Regions from separate parts of the Sus scrofa genome. Here all the other regions are linked to region 3. Evidence: chromatin contacts called from public HiChIP or PLAC-seq and promoter capture Hi-C data. All regions are on one chromosome and are shown on one strand. The core of a region is the stretch at or near the end of the contact, and the rest is flanking DNA. Distances in the headings are between cores, read along the strand shown. Region 1 holds the start of HMGB2 (high mobility group box 2). Region 2 holds the start of SAP30 (histone deacetylase complex subunit SAP30). Region 3 holds the start of CEP44 (centrosomal protein of 44 kDa).

The links. Promoter capture Hi-C pulls out the DNA fragments that hold promoters and counts their contacts. HiChIP or PLAC-seq counts read pairs in DNA pulled down with a chosen protein or histone mark.
Region 1: a contact with region 3 is called in a promoter capture Hi-C map of fetal liver, with 5 times the contacts expected there. The contact joins the promoter of HMGB2 here to the promoter of CEP44 in region 3. A contact is called at or near these places in 1 of 5 promoter capture datasets (fetal liver), 1 of 47 Hi-C or Micro-C datasets (heart right ventricle) and 2 of 2 datasets of contacts at active chromatin or transcription factors (alveolar macrophages and skeletal muscle).
Region 2: a contact with region 3 is called in an H3K27ac HiChIP or PLAC-seq map of alveolar macrophages. The contact joins the promoter of SAP30 here to the promoter of CEP44 in region 3. A contact is called at or near these places in 2 of 5 promoter capture datasets (fetal liver and liver), 2 of 47 Hi-C or Micro-C datasets (omental adipose tissue and retroperitoneal adipose tissue) and 1 of 2 datasets of contacts at active chromatin or transcription factors (alveolar macrophages).

What each region holds. Positions count from the first base shown.
Region 1 is chr14:16,707,928-16,711,561 of Sscrofa11.1, reverse strand. HMGB2 (high mobility group box 2) reads right to left here and starts at 1,511. Exons shown (of 5, transcript NM_214063.1): 1 at 1,400-1,511; 2 at 895-1,075; 3 at 640-785; 4 at 386-560. The coding sequence starts at 1,044. LOC106507243 (a long non-coding RNA gene) reads left to right here and starts at 2,133. Exons shown (of 4, transcript XR_001303102.2): 1 at 2,133-2,699.
Region 2 is chr14:16,680,454-16,683,895 of Sscrofa11.1, reverse strand. It overlaps SAP30 (histone deacetylase complex subunit SAP30), which reads left to right and starts at 1,946. Exons shown (of 7, transcript XR_002338366.1): 1 at 1,946-2,590.
Region 3 is chr14:15,895,650-15,899,225 of Sscrofa11.1, reverse strand. CEP44 (centrosomal protein of 44 kDa) reads left to right here and starts at 2,127. Exons shown (of 12, transcript XM_021074197.1): 1 at 2,127-3,576. It overlaps FBXO8 (F-box only protein 8), which reads right to left and starts at 3,220. Exons shown (of 6, transcript XM_003132835.6): 1 at 2,960-3,220.

The sequences.
Region 1 (3,634 bases), core at 262-2,761, 810 kb before region 3:
GGGGGTGTATTACACTGATATCAGTACTTTCACTACCCTTACCTGTTTACCTCACACAGCCAGCTCCTTCCCTAACTTCTCTTTTTAGATACATCCACATAAAACAATACTTTTGTTTGGTCCTCCACACTCTTAACTACATACCTATACTACAAGTGGAGTCTTGAATGCAGCAATCTACCAGTGCTACAAACATTGGTTTCAGTCCAAAAAGAAAGGTTTCAGTTAGTTTATGCTGCTTAAGCATACAATTCTCATTAGACCTTTTCAAAACAAAGCTGATAACCAAACTATGTGTGTACAGTTTCTACCTATTTCTATCATACTCATTTAGAAAATACCTACTTTATTTCAAACTTGCCTGGAAAAAATTAAGACAACATACCTTTTCATATTTTTCCTTTAGCTTAGCTGCTTTCTGTTCATACGGTTGTTTATCTTTGGCTGACTGCTCAGACCACATTTCACCCAATTTCTTTGCAGTATCCCCAATGGATAAGCCAGGGTGTTCACTTTTGATCTTTGGGCGATGTTCAGAGCAAAACAGGAAGAAGGCAGATCTAAAAGGAAGGAACAGAGGTTTAATACACTGAATGAAAGAGCAAGGGAGTAATTCTGTCGGTTTTAAAATAAACTCACGGAGGCCTTTTGGGAGCATTGGGATCTTTTTTCTTGCCCTTCTTGTCACCCTTGGGAGGGACGTAATTTTTCATCTCCCGGTCATAGCGAGCTTTGTCACTTTTTGCCATATCTTCAAACTTGGACTTTTCCTTGGCAGACATAGTCTGTGGGCATGAAAAGGGCAGGAAAAACACACGACTATAAACACCGAAGCGAGTCACCGCCACCTGCCCGTGCACGGAGCCCGGGAGCCGGGTGGGGGCCCGCGCCCACCTTCCATCGCTCGGAGCACTTCTTGGAGAACTCGGCGAAGTTGACCGAGGAATCGGGGTGTTTCTTCTTGTGCTCCTCCCGGCAGGTCTGCACGAAGAAGGCGTACGAGGACATCTTGCCCCGCGGCTTGTTGGGGTCGCCCTTCCCCATGGTGCTGCGGCGCCGGCGACGACGCGTCCACCTGGCGGGAGAGCGCGGCCGGGCGCTGGCGGGAGGCCGGGCGGGGCAGCTTCCCGCCCAAAGGCCCCCCGCCCCTCGGCCCGGGCCGCGACGCCCCGCGAGGCCCCTCCGCCCTGACAGGAAAGCTCTGGCTTCCACGCCGCGAGCCCCATTCCCACCTGCCGCCTCGGACCCCGCGTTCAAAACACGCCCGAACGGGCGGCCGGGCTTCCCGCCTCCACAGCGCGGCCCTCCGGACCGCACCCAGATCCCGCCCGCGGGGCCAGCCCCGACAGCTGCGGCGTCCGGGCCGTCCGGGAGGGAAGGGGGACGGCCGGCCACTCACCGGGGCCCGGAGGGGTCTCTTGCCTGGTGGTAGCTTCTCCTCAGGCTCCCGCGCAGCGGCCGGGTCCGACCGCGACGCTGCCTACCTGCGGCTCCGGCGTGAACTGGTTTGTCGCTAACGCAATCCTCCGCCTCTTGTTTTGCAGACTGCTCCGCGCCACGGCAACTTGACGAGCCGGTCCGCAGGCCACGCCCCCGACGCTCCGATTGGCTCTGGGGATTATTCAAACTCCAGGAGGCCCCGCCCCCTAGCCCCGGCGGCCTCCGATTGGTCGACGTGTCGCCAGGCCCGTCCCCACGGCCGCAGCCTAGCAGGTTCGGTGGGTCGCCCGGGTCGTTAACTCCCAGACCCGTTAGAACCGGTCGGGGGAGGAATGTGCTGCCCGATCCTGATTGGCGGCCGGAAAAGGGTTTGAAAAATGGCGGGCCTGGCGCTGACTGGCTGTGGCAGGAGGCGGGGGGCGTGGTTGGCCCGCCGGGGAAGCCCCGCCAGATTTAAAAATACTGAGTCTCAAAGCGCGGGGTCTACTCTACCCAGCCGGCACCGCTCGGTTGGCTGACGCTGAGGTAGCCGGGGAGGTGCGTCCCGTCGGTCCCCCGCCCCAGAGCGGCCGCAGTCCCGGCTCCCGGAGTGGTGGTCCCTGCCCCGTCCAGAGAATAACATGGGGAGGCCGAGGAGCCTGCGCTGCGGCGGACGACCAGCCCCGCCGGCGGTCGCTGAGGCTGGGGTAGGACCGGAGGAAGACAGGTGGCGAGACCCTGGGAGGGGTGGGGGAGCCGTTCCCGCCCCCACGGGGGCCAATCGCCCGTGGAGTCCACACTTGGCCCCTCATTCCCCACTTTGTCTCGGCGTCTAGCCGGGGGTGAGCAGGGCGGGGCCGGGAGGGGTGGGAAGCATCCCCCTGGCTCCACCCCTCCATCCGGGCCGGATCCTGGGCGGTGACCCTCGGGCTGGGCTATCCCTCCCATCCCCACCCGGTTGCTGCCCCGACTCCGATCCCTGCGACATCCTCCATTCCTCGCCGCCTTAGGCCGTTTCGCTGTCCCCGCGATGGTCACTGTTTTGTCTCTGCCACGCGGTCGTTTTTAAAACCTTTTCCGTGTCGGAGATCCCTCGGAGACACCCGGGAAGGCCTTGAAAGCTGCCCGCCCTCTGAAGCATTTACGCGCCAAACTGCGGCCGCGGCGCTTCACAGACTCCTCCCCGCCCAGGTTAAGAACCTTCCTTTCTGCGTCTGGTGAGAGCGCGGCCCAGCGACCTTAACTTTTCGCTTCAAAGCTCACAAGCCGCCTTTCCCGGGGTAGGACCATGGTGACTGACATGCTATCTCTGTGTTGCATTTAGTTTTGAGGGTTATTTTTTCTGTTGGCCCGTTTGTTAAGAAACAGTTGGTTTCAACAGATTTTAAATATTCTCTCTTTCCTCCGTAAATTCACTGGCATTTGTTAAACTGTGTGCTCCTATTTGGTTTGTATACAGTCCTCATGCTCAGCAGAACCTCAGTTCCAGCAGCTGTTTATCTAGATTTACTGATAAAAACTAGGTTTTTGAAAACGGAAATGGATGTTAGTTGCACGACGTGGTGCGTGTACCTAATACCACTGAATTTAAAAGTAAATTGGAAAATAATGCGTTAGTGATCTCTATTGCTATTTGAATAATATGGTATGGTTTATTTTTTCAACTTGGATTTCTCTGTGCTTTTATAGCACAATTGTAACTGATTTTATATGAGAATAGGGTCAATGCACATGTAATTAGATAAGGTGAGATCATACCTGGGTGAGCCCCTAATCCAATATGATTGATTTCCTCGTAAAAACTGTGGGTTTGGCCACAGAGACAGACATGATATGAAAAGACAAGGGGAGAAGATGGCCATCTACCAGCTAGGGAGAAAGGCCTGGAATAGATCCTTCTCTTAACAACCTACAGAAGGAGCCAACCCCTCTGATACCAATTTCCATTCTTTATCTCATCACAGCAGAGAACAGGAAGACATTTCTATAATCTACTTTTATCCTCCATTCCAAGACTTCATTTTCCTTCCGTACTTCCCTAAAAGTAACATTGACATGTACAATGAAGTCATAAATGAAATTTCATATGTTCTAAAATAAATTTTCCAAATTTACTTTTTTTAGAATACAGCATCTTCTTAAAAGACGATACAGAGAAAAGAATTTGTGCTTTTCATTAAAAAAAATGTGTGAATTAAAATACAAGGGCTGAGAT
Region 2 (3,442 bases), core at 697-3,196, 780 kb before region 3:
GTATTATTCTGCATTTTAATATTTTAAACCAGCAATATCTAATACAATGTGAGCCATATGTGTAGTTTTAAATGTTGTAACAGCTACATTTTGAAAAATAGAAACAGGTAAAATTTATTTTAATGTTATGTTTTATTTAACCCAGGATAGCCATTTTTAATCATTTGAACATGTAAGCAATATAAAAATTATAAGCTATTCAATATTCTTTTTTATTTTTTTTTTGGTCTTTTCTAGGGCCGCACTTGCGGCATATAGAGGTTCCCAGGCTAGGGGTCGAATCAGAGCTGTAGCCACCGGCCTATGCCAGAGCCACAGCAATATCAGATCTGAGCTAAGTTTGACCTACACCACAACCCACTGAGCAAGGCCAGGGATCAAACTCACAACTTCATGGTTCCTAGTGGGATTCATTAACCACTGCACCTCCACCGGAACTCCATCAATATACTTTTTTTAAAAAAACTTATGGTACTAAGTCTTTGAAATCCTGCTTCTAGTTTTCACTTACCACACATCTCAGTTGAGATGCTAAATTCAGATTTCACAAAATTTTTAAGAAAAAAAAGATTCTTATCCAAGTTGTTCCTATTTAATAATTCTCTGATTACTGAAATCAGTATTAAATATTTAAATGAGGTAAAATTAACAATTCAGTTTTTCATTCACAAAAAACACAAGTGCTCAATATACACATAAGGCAAGCGGACACCCTACTGGACAGTGCAGCTGGAAAAGCTAACACCACTCAGTATCTTTCTTTTACCCACTCCATTTATTTATTTTTTCTTCCTTTCTTTACCCTAGGACAGAAGTGCACAGATGGACTGGATGGCTTTGAATTTCAGTGCAGATGACACTTTACATTTTAAATAACCATCTATAAATAAGTTCACTCCGTAAATATAAAAGAACTTTCAAAAAACCTAATCGCTTTCTATTTTTGTTTAAACAATGTAATTGTTAAACAGGATATACATACTGACAAATAATGAAGCGGTGCAACCAGCAAAGGTGCAGCTTTCGTACCAGCCTCTCCCATCCCTCCACCCCGACCTCCACAGACACGCGTCCACACGCACGCATACACACGCGTGCTCACGGAAGATGCGGCCCCTCCCACCCCATGCCCTTGGGGCAGGGCGAGTGCCGGCAGCCTCAGGAACGGTTAGACCAGCTCCCGGTTCCCCGGAAAAGAAAGCTGCCCCGTTAAGTCCACACGTCAGCAGCTCCACCTCTGGAGGCAGCGGACAGAGTGCACGTCCCTCGCAGGGACAATGCGAGGATTTGGCAGCGGCCTCTAGCCAGGCATTAGCGATGCGGCCGAGCGCGCGGAGAGGCGGGGTCACGGGGGTCGGGACCAGCGTTCCCCACCTCAGGCAGGCGCCCTAATGGACAATTTGGGGCGTCAGTTGGTGGAGATGCCCTCCAGATCCCTTGGTGTTAGCTGCGGGACCTGGAGGGCCCGGAAAACGCCAGGGCGCCCATCTTCCTTGGTTTGGGTTTCCCACAAAAACGGTATCACGGCAAAAACTTTTACCAGTGATACGAAAACGGCCCCAAAACTTTTTCCCACAGGCTCACTTCCCTCCCCTCCCACCCACGGCCCCTACGTTTTGTGCTACGCCTCCGGAGTTGAGTGACCTCTTCCTCTAGAATGCCAGCTCTGCAAAATCCTGGGAGCTAAACACAGCCTAACTTCCCGGGACAGACCAGAAGCCAGAAAACACAGCAACCCCCAACCACAAGTCCTTGTTTTCCCTGTGCTTTACACACAAAAAAGCCGGCCCGCCTCCGCGCGATGTATGCTGGGGTGAGTAGTCTCCCTAAACCGCGAAGCACTGGGTCATATTGGAGCTCGGGTTAACTCCCGGAAGGGGAACTACAATTCCCGTGGTGCCCTGCGGCAGAGTGGACGGGTTCGGGCTGGGCGAGGGCACAAAGCGCTTGCGCAAGTCGAGGACTGAAGAGAGGCGGAGGCGGAGGCGCCACGGTCCAACTGCTGAGGAGTCTCCATGTGACAGAGAGGGGTGTCCTAGCTCCAAACGACGCCCGACCGCGGTTCCCAACCACACACCTTGTGCCCTGTCCCGGCGCCAGCAGACAGCGGCAGGCCAGGGACCTCTGGTTTTGGGCGGAGGGCTCGGGCTCAGAGTGAATAGCTGCCGCCGCGCAGGTGTCTGAGGGACCGCTGAGACCCCGGCGTCTCCCGAGAGGCAAGCAGCGCGGCGAGCTGGGGCTTCTGTCAGCGCGGCGCCGCCAGCTCGGGGACATGAACGGCTTCACGCCAGAGGACATAAGCCGCGGCGGGGACGCAGCCGCTGCGGTGGCTGCCGTGGTCGCGGCCGCCGCCGCGGCCGCCGCCTCTGCAGGGAACGGGGCCGGAGCGGGCTCTGGAGCTGAGGTGCCCGGCGCCGGGGCGGTTTCGGTTGCGGGGCCCCCGGGGGCGGCCGGGCCGGGCCCCGGGCAGCTGTGTTGTTTGCGGGAGGACGGCGAGCGGTGCAGCCGGGCGGCGGGCAACGCCAGCTTCAGCAAGAGGATCCAGAAGAGCATCTCTCAGAAGAAGGTGAAGATCGAGCTGGATAAGAGCGTAAGTGGCGGCGGGACGGCCTGGCCTGGCTTGCCCTGCCCACCCTCTGGGCTCTCGGGAGCGGAGCCGACGCCAGGCGGGTAGGGGTGCAGGGGCCCAGAAGGGCGCAGCGCGAGCCGGTTCCGGGATCCTTAGTAGGAAGCAAACAACAAAGTGCTTCAGCCGGGACGGCAGCCCGAGCGGCACACTTGCGCGGCGGACCCGCTCCCCTCCTCCCCCGCCGAGGTAGGGGAGCGGAACAAAGAGGGCAGCTGCGCTGAGGCCCAGAGTAGTTTTCCCATAGCCCGGTAGCTCCTTCTGGAACCAGGTGTCTTTGTTCGGCTGCCCGAACTGGCGGCTGGCCCCGGGGAGTAGCTCCCGGTCTAGGGAAAGTGGAGTCCTGCCAGGACTGACGCCGCGGGCGAGGAGATCCAGTTCCTCGTCCCCCGCGCCGGGAGCCGGGCGCTCAGTGTCAGCATCTAGGGCCGCTGCTATCGACATGCGGAGCACGCAGCCTCCGCGGTTTTACCCTCGGTTTGGCAGCCATCAGGGTTTCTTTTTTCGTCCTTGTGCGGATCTGTTCTTTTGACCACCTATGAGGTTTTTATAAACAACCATTTCCACTTTTCGGAGCTTGAGCCGGCAGTATAAATAACAAGACGTCAGAACTAGCACACGTCCTGCATATTTTTAACTTGCACTTAGCTCAGAGGTTAATTTGAAAGCCTATTAGTTCTGCTTTCAATTATTTTTTTAAGGAGTAACTGTTAATGTACGACACCCAGTATTTCAGATGTTACTATACAGCTCTCAGGACAATGTAATAAAGTCTTTTTTGAAAAGTTTATTTGGGATATTTTCTGCGTGTTCTAA
Region 3 (3,576 bases), core at 878-3,377:
ACAGCCTAAACCTCTGTCTAAACTTGAAACCAAATATCTTTTCTCACCTCTCTATCACAAAAACATTTGCTCTAAATAGAAGATAAACACATTCAAGTTTTACTTTAGAGTCTATGTCAATAAGTGTCAGAAAAATAAAACTATGAGGAAAAAATAAACAGGAAACAGAAATTTCTAGAGGGGGATGTATTTCATTAAAGTTGTTTTAAAATGATAAGAAAGGAGTTCCCACCCTGGCGCAGTGGAAACAAATTTGACTAGGAACCATGAAGTTGCAGGTTTGATCCCTGGCCTTGATCCGTGGGTTGATCCCATCGTTGCCATGAGCTGTATTGCAGGTCACAGACGCAGCTCAATCTGGCGTGGCTCTGGCTGTGGCATAGGCTGGCAGCTGTAGCTCTGATTAGACCCCTAGCCTAGGAACCTCCATATGCTGCAGGTATGACCCTAAAAAGAAAAAAAAAATTAAAATGCTAAGTAAAATAATTCAATGAATTAGATGTAGAATTCATAGACTTGGCATTAATGAATTTGAAACATTATCACAGATCAGCCAATAGATTAGCCTATTTCCAAATGTGAATCAAAATGTAGGAAAAAATAGTTGTATGTAGCAGTTGGTTTAGTGATGAACTATAAAATCATACATTTGAATAACTAATTTCAATGCATTCTGATCAAAGAAAATTTCTTTGTAATTCAATCTTTTTATACTGTGAAATAAGGAAAAGGACTATCTTTTCATACATGCAAAAGCACAATAAACACACAAAATATCCCTTATTAAACTGTTGATAAGTATAATAAATTATGATGTATGGCTAGTTATCACCATAAGATATTTTGTGACTGGAAGTATTTCAACTGCGTTATTCTCAAAAGTATCTCTTTAAAATTTGGCAGACATCTAAGAGCCCAAAAATAATTAATTGGCTGTAACCTACTATAAATGCAGTATGTTAACCTGAAAGGAAGCACCCATTTAAAAACCAAATTTACAATTTGAGAATGGACACAGTCAGACTGGTGTTAAGCACTTGATGTATAAAAGATAAACTTGAATAATATTGTACTAAGGATTTACAACATCTTTCAAACTTGGAAGAAGCATGGGCAATTTTACAGTGGGTCACTGCCAAAATAGTGTCACAATAAACGAAGGCTGTGTCTTTTATTTCCCATAAGTTTATTTGGTTCACTGACAAAAGCTGTGCTGGTGATATGCATCCAGGTAATGCTGAAAGAAGGTGGTACCTGTCACCTAATAATGCTTTAAAACACACAAACATTTCTGTTCTGACACACCTCTCATTCCTATTTGCTCTCATATCAGCACAAAGATTACCACATTCTTTTTTTCTACACTAGAAAGGCTTACTTCTCCCTAGCCTTTGCTAATTTCTTTCCACCTTAAAAGCTATTTTTGCTCATGTTTATTCTGAAACCATTTCAACCATATAAAATGGCAATGGGTAAAGAATACACGATCTTCAGTTGAGATATGCTCTGCTCACGAACACCTTAATAATCACAAACCTTCCTCTCACACACATCATCTCTCAAGCAAAGTTCTACCCTCCCTGAAATAATAAGTCAATTCAGGAAATGAGTACGGGGAAAATCGCCAAAAATTAAAAAAAAAAAACTTTCCAAGAAAGATAATTCTTGTATATAAGTCTGTCTATTTCATTACAATCAGGCATTTCTCTTGGATGTGTTTTTGCTCAGTGATTCCTGCCTATGAATTCCTAAAAATAATCATCCTGGACATCTATGTTAGGCAGCCCCTAAGATGACTCCCACATATCCTGTGTCCTGGGATTCCTACCCTTGTGTAATCCTCTCCCAGTGACTTTGTGTTGTATTTACTGACTCACTTCTAACAAAACAATACAGCAGTAGTGATATCATGTCTGAGCTTAGGTTATAAAACAGAGTCCTGGGTGCTCTCTCTTGGACTCCTCGCGGGAGGGAAAGCCAGCTGCCATATCGTGTACAGTCTCTCAAGACAAACTGTCCACTTAACTCAATAAAAATGGCAAGTTTCTGACTCAAACTGAAAATAGTATAAAATTTTTGCATTCTGATATCTGCTCAATTTTTTAAATCTCTTTTTTTTTTTTGGTGGGAAAAAAATCCCTCCCCTCTCAGAAATATGGTTACCAAACTCCAAACATTTAAAAACAAACAGGAAAAATTGAAATGGAAAATATAAATTAGCTTTGCTTTGATAATTTACTAATAAAGGTCATGACCTATTGATTTTAAGAGACAACTGTGATCTTTGAAAATTAAAATTCCCACTTGTTAAAAAAATTCAATGATTAAATTACTAAGTACATATAGACCTAATAAAAATAAAAGCAAACAAAACCCTTAAATGACTGAGGTTCGGGATCCATTTCTGATTTCACCCAGTTAGTAATATTTAACTGAGCACCCACCAAATAAGAAACTGGAACCCACTCAGATACAAGAGACGACAAATTAAGAATTTGGCAACTTTATGACCAAAGTTTAACGGCTGAAACTACTGACAATCCATCGTAACCTTAACTGTATGCGTTTGCCTTCATATTACCGGAAAGTTAAAGAATTGTGCATACGCACCAAAAAACCCCCACTCTACTTGAAAAGCAACACCTAGGCTAGAAGAGAGTCATCCTCAATTTCCCGGCTTTCTTTCAAAATGAAGCCGGGTCATACCTGGGGTTCCAAGCTGACCTACACCCCAGTGGCCTAGGAACACACTTACTCCCGCCTCCTAACACGGCTCCCTAAATGTAATAAGCCAGTACTGCTGTCACTCACGGTGTTTTGCACCGTCATTGGTCCCAAAGTCTCGCTGGTTGGCAAGTTTCTACCAACTGCCCAGCAGCAGCTGTCATTATTTCCGAGAAGTAGGGGTGTACAGGGAAGAGAAGCAAGAGCTCTGAAATGTCTAGGCCGACGCCCGTACCTGAGAACCTCCGATCTCCACCGCCGCCGCGACGAATCGGCCTCTGGGCGGGGGCTTTTAGCCAAAAAGAAAATGTTCAGCCGGGAACCGGTGCCCAGGCCATGGAGAAGCCTGTTCGGACTTTGCTTGTTCACGCCCGGTGGAGGTAACGGCGAGCAGAACCCCAGAAACAGCACCGGATCCCTCCGAACTGAGCGCGCCTCAGGCTGCAGCTGCCGGAGCGGCTGACTCTCCGAGTTTTGACGTTTCCTATTGTTGCCGGAAGTGACGTCGAGTTCGGAGGCTTCAGGAAGAAGCATTTTTGTTCCGGTGCTCTACGATTCGCCACAAGTTCTCGGTTTCTCTCTTTGCAGTGCGAGCCCGTCTGAGCCTAAAAACTGGGCAGACTTTGAATCTACAGCTTAGGATCGGACTGGCCCCTGAGAAGGCTCTGGGTAGGGTCAGTCTCCCCCAGGCTCTGGGCAAACGTGCTGTGGAATCTGCAACGTGGAATCCAGGGTCTCGGGGGAGCCGGCAGCTTTGAAGAGCCTGCCGCGGTGTGTGGCGGGCTTCCACCCGCTGCTCTGAATACAAACGGTCGGCGCGAGAGGCGCGTCCGGGAACCGGCGTCGGGAAGC